Linked DNA regions of Anas platyrhynchos: region 1 is linked to region 2. Evidence: chromatin contacts called from public Hi-C data. All regions are on one chromosome and are shown on one strand. Each heading gives the region's core, a stretch centred on a gene start, on an enhancer-like site or on the middle of the called end of the contact. The rest is flanking DNA. Distances are from core to core; before and after follow the strand shown. Region 1 overlaps SPSB4 (splA/ryanodine receptor domain and SOCS box containing 4). Region 2 has its middle 150 kb from the start of SPSB4.

Region 1 (4,833 bases), core at 1,087-3,586, 88 kb after region 2:
TGTGCTACCATCTAACAGCCCCAACCCAATTCCCTACCTGACACTAAGAAAATAAAGACTGGGGAGGAAAGAGGACGCACCAGGTTACCTGGAAAGTACACTGGTGGCACAACTAGAAATCTTAGGTATTGTCCCAAAATGGTTGCTGGGATTCCCTCATTTGGGAACCGCTGCCCTGAAACAGGGGTCGGAAGAACAAAAGAGCAGGCAGGCAACGGGCTGGCAAGTGTGGGAGGAAAAATATCTGCTGAAGTCTGCCACAGCTGCAGCCAACACAGACATCCAAGAGCAATGAGAACACACAGCTTCAATGCTATAGCTGGAGCACAGCACAAAACGTTCTTGAACAAAGAAGCCCATGTCCAAAATCTGCTCAGTCAACGCTCTGGAGAGGCTCTGCCACAGACACCCTAACAAACCAGCCTCAGGTACCAGAGGATGGCATTTGGAGCTGATCTTGCACTGCAAAACACATCTCTGAAGCTGAGCAAAAGGCAAAGGAAAAAAACAGCACATTCCTTTCTGAGGAAGAATTAATAGTGATGTAAGCAGAGTGAACTTTCAATATTAATAAAATAGGGTAGTCAGTCTCCATTCAACTGCACTGTGCAGAAATCACTATGATTTATGACTTCTGCCTAGATCCAATTGCAGAGGAAAATAAGCCTGTGTGTGCCTCTCATACTAAGCATAGGGTGTCTCATGCCTGTGCAAGCCACAGAAGCAACCAAGGCTGCCTGCTTTCTACAGACAAAATATTAAAGGAATTAATTCCTAAAGCAGGGGGAAAATACTACATGGGAGAACTTCCAACCCGCACGTTCTGCTCATTTAAGCTAAGCTGCTTAATCAGGTTAATTGAAGGAATTAAAAAAGCACCAAATTCACCAACTATTCTCTAGCCATTCCTGATCTTGTGTTACTCTTCCTGGGCGCAAGCTCCCCTGCTGGCACAGCACAATCTATCATCAGCCATTAGGCTGATTACCATCCATTAGTTTTGCTAAGTACAGACATGAAATTTAAACCTACTTTTGTTATTTATGTACAAGCTATTCATGTACTGGATATGAAGCAACTATATAATGCTTTGTGTTAACGAGAGAAGTGTAGCTGAATGTTAGAGCTAGACATTAAAAATAACCAATGAAAGTAATAATTTCCTCACACGCACAAAAAGAAATAATATTTGTTTGGGAGGATGAGCAGAACACAATCTTTAAAAATACAGCTACTTAGTATATGGTGAAGAACAGGTAGGAAGCCACAAGAACAACAATTATCAGTACCATAAATATCAAATTCAATTAAAATGTCATTCTAGAAAACACTGAGAACAGAGCTGAAAGTCTTACAAAACAGTAATTTTTCTCCCCTGCTATTAAGGCAGAGTGATTAAACTGAAAGATAATCCCCTTCATTTCAAAAGCTAATTATTACATACAATAAAAAATATCTTCTTGCACTATAAGAGACCTAAGTGCAAGAACTGCATTCTACTAAGCTCATCAACCCACACATCTTTTCTGTCATACAGCGACTGCTTGAATTTTCCCTTACAATTATATTTCTGCAATAGACCATCAGGCTCAGCTTTGATTCTGGCACACCACGTTTCTTACCACTTTGGTGGGGAATAATTGCTGGAGGTGACTTACTGAGACTAACGATATGTCCACATCTGAAGAGAAGGTTCAAGGCTGAGGAAACTTCCAGGGTGAGATGCAGCAGATATGTAAGGAATGTGCTCCATGATAGTCCCCTTGGCAACATAACCTGCAACCTTAGGTGCTGGCAGCACCAGGGGAGCTTGGTGTGCTCAGAGAAATAGCACGGAGGGTGGAGTGGAGCAAAGACCCCACGGCGAGGCTGTGAGATCTCCACAGGGATGGGGAACCTTATGGTACTATGGGACTGATAGGCAGCTTGGCCAGCCCTGAGCCAAACTGATAAACAAAAGATGACCTCTGGGTGAACTTTGCTCGTGATAATCTCATTATGATGCCAAACAAACCTCCGTCCCAAAGGCTACCCACCTCCACGATGCGACCAACCCTTGCTGAGCATTCGCTCTGCATTTCTCTGAGCCTATACCTTTAAAGCAAAACCAAGATTTTACACCAAGAATAAGGAAGATACATATGACTACAGTCACTCAAGCTTCAGCTAGAAGTAAGAAAACAGCATAAAAACAGCTCAAGAGAGAAAAAATGATAGGGAAGATAGCACTGCAGACAAGTCAGAAGGAGACTGCTGACTTCTGGGATCAGCTGAAGGGCTGAACCTCGCTTTCCCCACAGGGATGCCTCTTGGGTGAGATCCAAACCCTCAGTTATACTGAGTGCTTCCCCAGGAAACCTGTCTCTATAGAGCTGTTTCATGAGTTAACTTACATGGAGCTGGTTGCATTAGTCATATTCGTGGTATTTGCACGTGCTTTGCAGGAAGTGTATTTATCATTGACAACCCAAAAGAACCTGTACTCTGTTGATTTGACAAACTACACCAGTCGTTAAGCTACTAGACTAAAGGTGCATTGCTCTAATGTGCAGCCATGAGCGTAGTAAATTAATAGATTGAATGCAATTGGACTTTACAGCTGAACTGGGCATCACTCAGAATCTAAGCCCAGGCACCCCCAAACGCTCTGATATCTGAGGACAAGCGGGAATGCAAGGGGGTTTAGGTCCTGCCAAACTGCTTTATCTCTTAATGCAGCATTTTAAAACAAAATAGAAAACAGCTGTGGAAGCAAAAACTACCACGTACAAATATTCAGCTTAAAAAAAGAACAAGCAGAACATCCCTTGTGAGGGCCACTTACGTGGGAACTCTGTGAAGAAAGTAGTATTAGATGTCAGTCATGGCTTGGTGTAAGGATATCCAGAGGAAGCATCCCTCCCACATTTTTCATAATGGGTGTAAACAGAAGCCTGCTCTGCACAGTTTGGATGCCTGCACAGTAGGCACCCAGGTTGTCTATACTGCCATCAGTGCTCCTGGCAAACTGAGCTACTTGCTACACTCACTACTATGGCTCCTGCATTACTAATTCAGACATCTACATTTACATGCCAGACTTAGGCAGCAGACTTCCCACCCACCCTTTCTAACACCCAACATTAATATATATGTGCATATATTTATATATATATACACACACACACTTCTGCATTAATTCATTATCTTCATTTGCAGAAGCAGGAGTAGACAGACCTCCACGCACTGGAAGAGCACTGTAGGATGCTACACCAACAGTCAATCAATCTCAACAATTTCTAGCTGCAGGGAAAGAGAAATAGTCTCTTCTTCTCCTGAATAATTACACACCAGTCTGCACTCACTACTAAGTAACATTTCTTACCCACCTTGGGCATAGGTCCACTGAGTTCCAAGCTATTTCACCATGAGAAAAAGTAAAACCTAAAAATAAATGGAGCAAAGGGAATGGGTTGCCTTCATTAGGACTTCCTGCTCCAGCCTCCTCAATTAGCAGAACACGGATGGAGTACAGAAGTAAAAGCCAGATCAGTCAGTCTCACGTCCCTGGAGTGTCAATACATTTCAGCTTGAATTTCCCTTTGGTGTTTTCTTCCAGCGGTCAAACTGTGATGTCCTGGCACGTATGGATTTCTTCTTCTCTTGCACTTTCATTCAACTTTGCTAGAACGAGGTGAGTATGAGCAAGTAACTGTTAATTCTTGTTACAGAGTCTAAGGGCACAAAAGCCAATTATCAATGGTGTAGATGGCCTTCTGGAAAAAAAAATACTGTAAAATCAAAGACCACTCTACTCCTAGACATGAACTCCAGGCAGCAATCTCAGGCACCTTCTCTCTTCCCAGCGCTCCAGCAGGCAAGGAAGGCACGCTGCCACGCCACTGCTGAGCCTCGCGGGAAGGAGCTCAGGCATCGCACAAGAATCCCATAGCAACTGATAATTTCACGTGTGCCTTGCCCCTGAGACCTTTTCTCATTCCCCATTTCATTTTTACATACTGGTGAATAGTTGGGCTCAGTACCTACTGAAGGTGAGCTCCTCGCCTTTTCTCCAGGCGCCCATCCAAGCACGTGTGCTGTCGATGGTTCCTCTCCCTGCCCTCCTGCCACTGCCACACTTCACTACAAAGCTGCTCAGAGACTGGTTGCACAGGCAGCTCCTCTCCCCTTCCTTCTCCCCACCCACACGCTTTGCTTCAAATACTGTTAATATGAATGTTAAGAAACTTAGGAATAACCGGTATGTATTCCAGGTCTCATGCTGGTGCTTGTTTAATATATCTTGTTATATCTAAACCTCAACAGATAAGATACGACACATGTTGTAACAAATCCTTCCTGAGCGCATTCTCACATCTTCGGCAGATGATCACGGCGCTTACAACCCTGAATCTCAGTCTACACAAGTCATCAATGAGCTACGAAACAGTTATGTCAGCACGGACCCAAGTACAAAGGAAATTCTTTTTTTTTGATATTTTGATCATTTTAAATAATCAGCAGCTTCAATGCATTATTTGCTTTTGAATAGGAAAGATGATAGAAAACACACCCTTTTCATCTTGCAACTTCAAAAACAAGGACTATATAAATATTTAGTGACTGATCAGCACACTCTGAATTAGAAGCGAGACAATTGCAATTAATATTACCCAGATGTCATCAGCGCCAGAAACCAGTCATACTGAAAGCCAAGGAAATGGCAATAGCAAAGTCCAAGTCAAATGTCCTCATGACAACCCTTTTTCACAGACATAAGACAGAAAAGTTTCAGGCTTTCTGGTGCATCTAGCTGCTGAGAAAGCTCAGCAGGTACCCTGCAAAGAAGCTTCA
Region 2 (5,151 bases), core at 665-3,164:
CAACTACAGGGCCTCCCTCCCACTAATACCTCCTAAGATTGTTAGTTACTTGTTAGGAAGCATCCAAGTATGGCTTTCCTGAGACAAGGCCTGGGCAGGGTTTGGGAGGCAGTAGGCCCCAGATGGTTCCAGCAGGCTATTTTTCACGTAATTCCTGGCAATTAGTGACTGCATATAAACATCTCTAAATGCAGGACTGGCCAAGATAGCTTTCTGGTGTAGTACTCGTAAAGATACTCATGAAATATCATCAAATGGATGTGAATTGACAATACCTTACTGTTTCAGTCAGAAAATGCATACTCCAATAGAAATAAATCAATGTACTAGACAACACTGAAAAGTGCACATTGACAGCAAGATCATGACTGAAATGAAAATTTGTGAAAAACAAACTGCTAGGAAAACAAAATTTTAAAACTGCCACTTAGCCTCAAAGAACCATTTGCAGCTCAATATTTTCCAGAGATCATCCTAATGACTGCATTAGATCGTTGGATCAGGGTCAACAGGAGATTTTTCTATACTTCTACTTAGTAAGAAAGCTCTTCTCTTCTTTCCCCCACCACCTTCTCTCCTTTGGTTCTCTTCATGAACAAGCACTTTTTTGCCAGTCTTACCAATCTCATATATAAGTTTGCACTTTGTTTTAAGCTGCTAAAGCAAAGGCAGCGTTTATAATTTGATGAACAGTTTACCTCATACATGATGCCTTATTTTAGAAAATGGCAGCACCCTCAGCAGTGTGCACATTGGGTGGCTAAGCACCGGCTGGCTGACAGCCCCCTGAAGAGGCTGTCCACATGTGGCCATTACGGAAAAGTATTTCCAGTCAACTTTGGTGCTATCTGAAGCATCCTTAGTGATTTGATTGCAACTATCAAATCACAGTTTGTCAAATTTTTAGGTTACAAAAGGACTGATGGGGTGATAGATAACAAGGGAGAAACAGTCAGTTGCACAGAAAAAAATTAGATCACTTAAAGAATTAGACACGTGCAAACTCAATGCTGATGTAAAAACCAAACAAAGTCAGATATCAAAGAACAACACATCAGGTTTTAATTAAGACGGGAGAGCCTATTTCAGGAAGTAGCAGCTAAAACGTAAGGGTCACAACAAACATACAGCTAAAATATCAGTTTGCAAAGCAATGCCATAGAAAATGAAACAAAGAAGGAAAAAAAGCAAGGATAGTGTGTTCCTCACATAAATAATGAAGTGGGGAACAGGGTGAGATAAATTTTTATTATTATTATTATTATTTTTAACCTGTCTGTAGACCACTGACTGCAAAAACAGCTTTAAGAGGAAGCAGTGTCTGGCATGTAGGCAGGAGATGGGTCTGTGCCTTCTTAGAAGATGGAGTTGCTTCCTTCGAATGAGATTAGCTCAGCAACAGGTGATCGAGTTGTGACTTGCTTACAGTGCACATGCATTGCAAAACTTGAAAAAACAAAACTGAGTGCTACCTTGTTCTTTAATTCCAAACAAAGAAGTTACAAGAACACCAGTGGCTATCAGCTCAAGGTAGATCACTTTAGGTTGAGGAAAAGAAGTCTTAATTTCTCAGCAGTAATTGTTGTTGTTATGTGCAATTGGAACAACATATAATAAGAAACGATGAATGAGAAAACATTTATTGTCTTCCAACTAAGCATCATAGTCAAACGGAAGGGTTTTGAGTTGCTAAAGTGCAATGTTATGACCTTTGTTATAAAAACTATTATACTAAATGAGCTAACAGTGTTTTCTAGACTTAATGTCTGATTATTTTTTTCCTGTTTCCATATGAGCACTGTGGAAAAAAAAAAATGTTCTCAAGAAAATCTTCCATCAACATCCCTCCCTTCATCAGCAAGGGCAGGCAGCACAGCTTTTAACAGCTTGCCAAAACCCACATTTTTTCTTTGCATTGCTTAATGTGTATTGCAGATAACAATGCTCTGAGACCTCCTTGCTCTGCTTGTGCTCCAGAGACAGAGCAAACATCTGGCACAGAGACCTTGGGAGAGCCACAGGTGGCCAAGAGCTGCTTCATTTGCCTAGAATTTCTTGAATTAGGAACCACTGACATCTGAAAATCTGCTTCGAGTTTGACAGAGCTCAGAGACGTGTGCTGGAGCTGTGTTTCTCAGTATTGCTTAGCAATTCCTATTAAGGGTGAAATTGGACTTTTGATCCAACTTAGCCTGCCAAGATATACAGAGGTTTTGACTTGAAGAACCCATCTCCGTAAATTGTAAATTCTGGCTTATTTGCATTCTCCTGGCTTTCTTCCTGCCATCCCACAACTCTTCAGCTAATAGAGGGAGTAGCACCTCCATGTAAGCCTGGAGGCAACAATTTTATCCTGATTTCTTGCAGAAGAGGATTAGAACAAAGGGAGTTTTTCAAGAATTAATAAATAATAATAATAATTGTGAATTAATGTTTAAATTCCAGGAACTGACAGCATAAGAGAGAGGAACAATAAGGGCATGTTTTTGAACCAGGAGATAGTTTCTAACTAAAAGCTGGATGCTGACTAACAGAAAAGCTTTGCAGATTGAAATAAAAGCATTGATATGCAGATATCAGGACAACCCAAACACTCCAGCTTAAACTGAAAACAAGCAAATGAAAACAAATAAAACAAAACAAAACAACAAATAATAAAAAAAACTGTTCACAACTGTTCATGACTGATGCTGGGAAGGAAAGTACGGTCTAGAAATACCCTTAGGTTTTAGTTTGTTTTATCTATCTCTCTACTTCTTTTGTGTTATCCAAAATGAGGAGCAACTTTTTTAGAAAACTCATGCAAAGGCTGCTTTCAGTACTGCATGTTCTACTGAAAGAACCATAAATCTAGAAGTACTTCTCAGGTGAAATCCTGGAACAGTTTCCAGAGAGTTCAATGAGTTAGAAATTAGCTTTAGCCATGAGGACCTGTAAGCAGAAGGCTCCCAGTTCCATTGCAGACTAATTTCAGCCAAGAAGCGTAGTCTAACATGGATGGTGTTGGCCTATGCAGGTCAAGCGAGGCACAAGACTTTAGATGGTGCTTTAGCATGAACAAGACTACTATGTAGAAAAGGGCCTTTTACTGAATATTTTAAAATCTGTGGGTAAAACAGGGAGCTGTGTGACAAGTAACATAGAAGCATTCACCTTGCAAGACTGGTAGAATGGAAGATAGAACTACTGCACTCAAATTGTAGCTTCACTATCAGCTTCCTCATTGGTAAGAACAGAATGAGAGCAATTGCGCTTTGACTACTTATTTTCTTATATAAAAAAAAAAGTGTTGGACATCTGTTTTCTTCCTTTTTTTTTTTTTTTTTTTTTTTTTTTACTCTAGAATAGAAATTTATAGCAAGCACCTACCATGTTTTTCCCTGAGAGCAAAGTATATGAAGTTCTATGGCAACACTCAGAAAGGAGCCCTGTGCAAATGACAGAAAAGTGAAATTCTCAGAACTCATTTATCTTCGTTTCCTTTCAACAGGAAAATCATGAAAGGGTAAGATCTTGATTAAATATATGACACCTGCCTAGTAAATATAGGCGTGATCACTGCAAGATGTAAGTAGGAGTGGATTTACAGGCAGAGATAGTATCTTTAATGGGACTAATGCTATAGTGTTAAAAAAAAACAAAAAAAAAAAAAACAAAAAAAAAAAAAAAAAAACAGACCAGCTTTCAGGACATGCAGGCTGAAGCTTCGATCCTCACAGTAAAACATAACTTGAAACTAGTGATTCAAGCTTAACTTTTGCAAGTTAACAAACTACACCATAAAAGAAGATTGTGCCTGCAACTGAGGGAGGCAAATAATGCTAAGAAGTAGAAACTTGCAAATTCATTAGTTCCTATTAGAGAGGGGAATTGTGTGTTTTCTCACAAAAACTGAGGAAGGTTTAGGAATATCAAAAATTATAAAATGGCACAGAACCAATATAATTATTGATCCTAAAATTGCTGTGTAGCAGAATCACTTCTTCTGTCTCCTGCACTGTAATGAAGAGTATAATCAAGTTTAAACAGTTCTTTATCTGAATTTAACTTTGAAAACTGGTGTTTATACTTCAGTAGATAATAAGAAGCATGAAAAAAGTACCTGAAAGTTTGTCTGTTCTTTTGCAATTCAAGGTCTCATAACAGACATTACTTCTTCCCCTGGATTCAGCAACATTTATGTTCAATAAGAAAATTCCAGAAGTAGAAAGGAAACAGAAACCTTTACATCCTTAATTAAAAAATAACTAAGGAATAAGAAATAAGAAGAGGGCAAGGCCTCTTGTGTGTCCTTCCTTTTTGCAAGTTGAAAAGTTCCTTGATCCAGAAGACTAGTATTTTGAAATGGTTAGGAGCATCTTCTTATGCTCAAAGAGCCACACGTGGTTGCAAAATATGTATTTAGGAGATCTTCCAAAGAGAAGAAGCTTTATTGGGGGAAAAAAAATAAAACATCACTCATTTCAGCTTCCAATACAAAAGACACAACATCCTAGGAAAGGCTTCTCTTACTGGTGTCTGTTTATCACCCCTTATTTGACAACTAACAACTCTCGTTTCCACTTCTGTGGGTGATGGGAATACCAAGTAATGTAAGACATCAGGCTCTCCAGACCTCTGTTTTCCAGCTTAGATTCAGCAGGAAGCTGGAGGTCATGGATCTCACACAAGAGGAAGTTTCTGAATTGCAACTATGGAGTTTTTTTTTTTCTTTTTTTTTTTTTTTTTCTTTTTTTTTTTTAAGTGTCAGAGTGGTCATTGACGATGAAGCTCTGAATAATATTCGTTAATGGGGGAGAGTTAAAGATGTGAGAGGTACTAAAGTGTATCATTTTAAACACAACAATAAGCAATTATTATTAAAATTCATATTTATTCTGAAATACTCTTGTGACAGCGCGAAGAACTTCAAGCTAAAACAAATTATTTTTGAAGCACTGCTGATCCTTCTGAGAAGACAAATTAAACTAAGCTGACAGGAATTCAAAGCACCCATAATGGTTCTCCCAGAGTGAAGTAGAAGACCCAAGTTAAAGACCCAATAAAAGTTGCATGTAACAGGTAAACAAAATGCAGGAAATTAATAGAATCATAGAATTGTTTGGGTTTAAAGAGGAACATTAAAGATCACCTAGTTCCAACCCCCCTGCC

Evidence for each region. A called contact is a pair of places that touch in the nucleus more often than the background predicts.
Region 1: a contact with region 2 is called in a Hi-C map of skeletal muscle, with 2.1 times the contacts expected there. The contact joins two enhancer-like sites. A contact is called at or near these places in 3 of 8 Hi-C or Micro-C datasets (liver, skeletal muscle and subcutaneous adipose tissue).

What each region holds. Positions count from the first base shown.
Region 1 is chr9:19,829,770-19,834,602 of IASCAAS_PekinDuck_T2T, forward strand. The region is part of intron 1 of SPSB4 (splA/ryanodine receptor domain and SOCS box containing 4); the gene reads right to left. Among named protein-coding and RNA genes, the nearest start is that of SPSB4, 62 kb to the right of the region's middle. Within about 2 kb of position 2,337, at least 2 of the 8 cell types and tissues checked have an H3K27ac peak or open chromatin away from gene starts, as enhancers often do.
Region 2 is chr9:19,742,282-19,747,432 of IASCAAS_PekinDuck_T2T, forward strand. No RefSeq gene overlaps it. Among named protein-coding and RNA genes, the nearest start is that of SPSB4, 150 kb to the right of the region's middle. Within about 2 kb of position 1,915, at least 1 of the 8 cell types and tissues checked has an H3K27ac peak or open chromatin away from gene starts, as enhancers often do.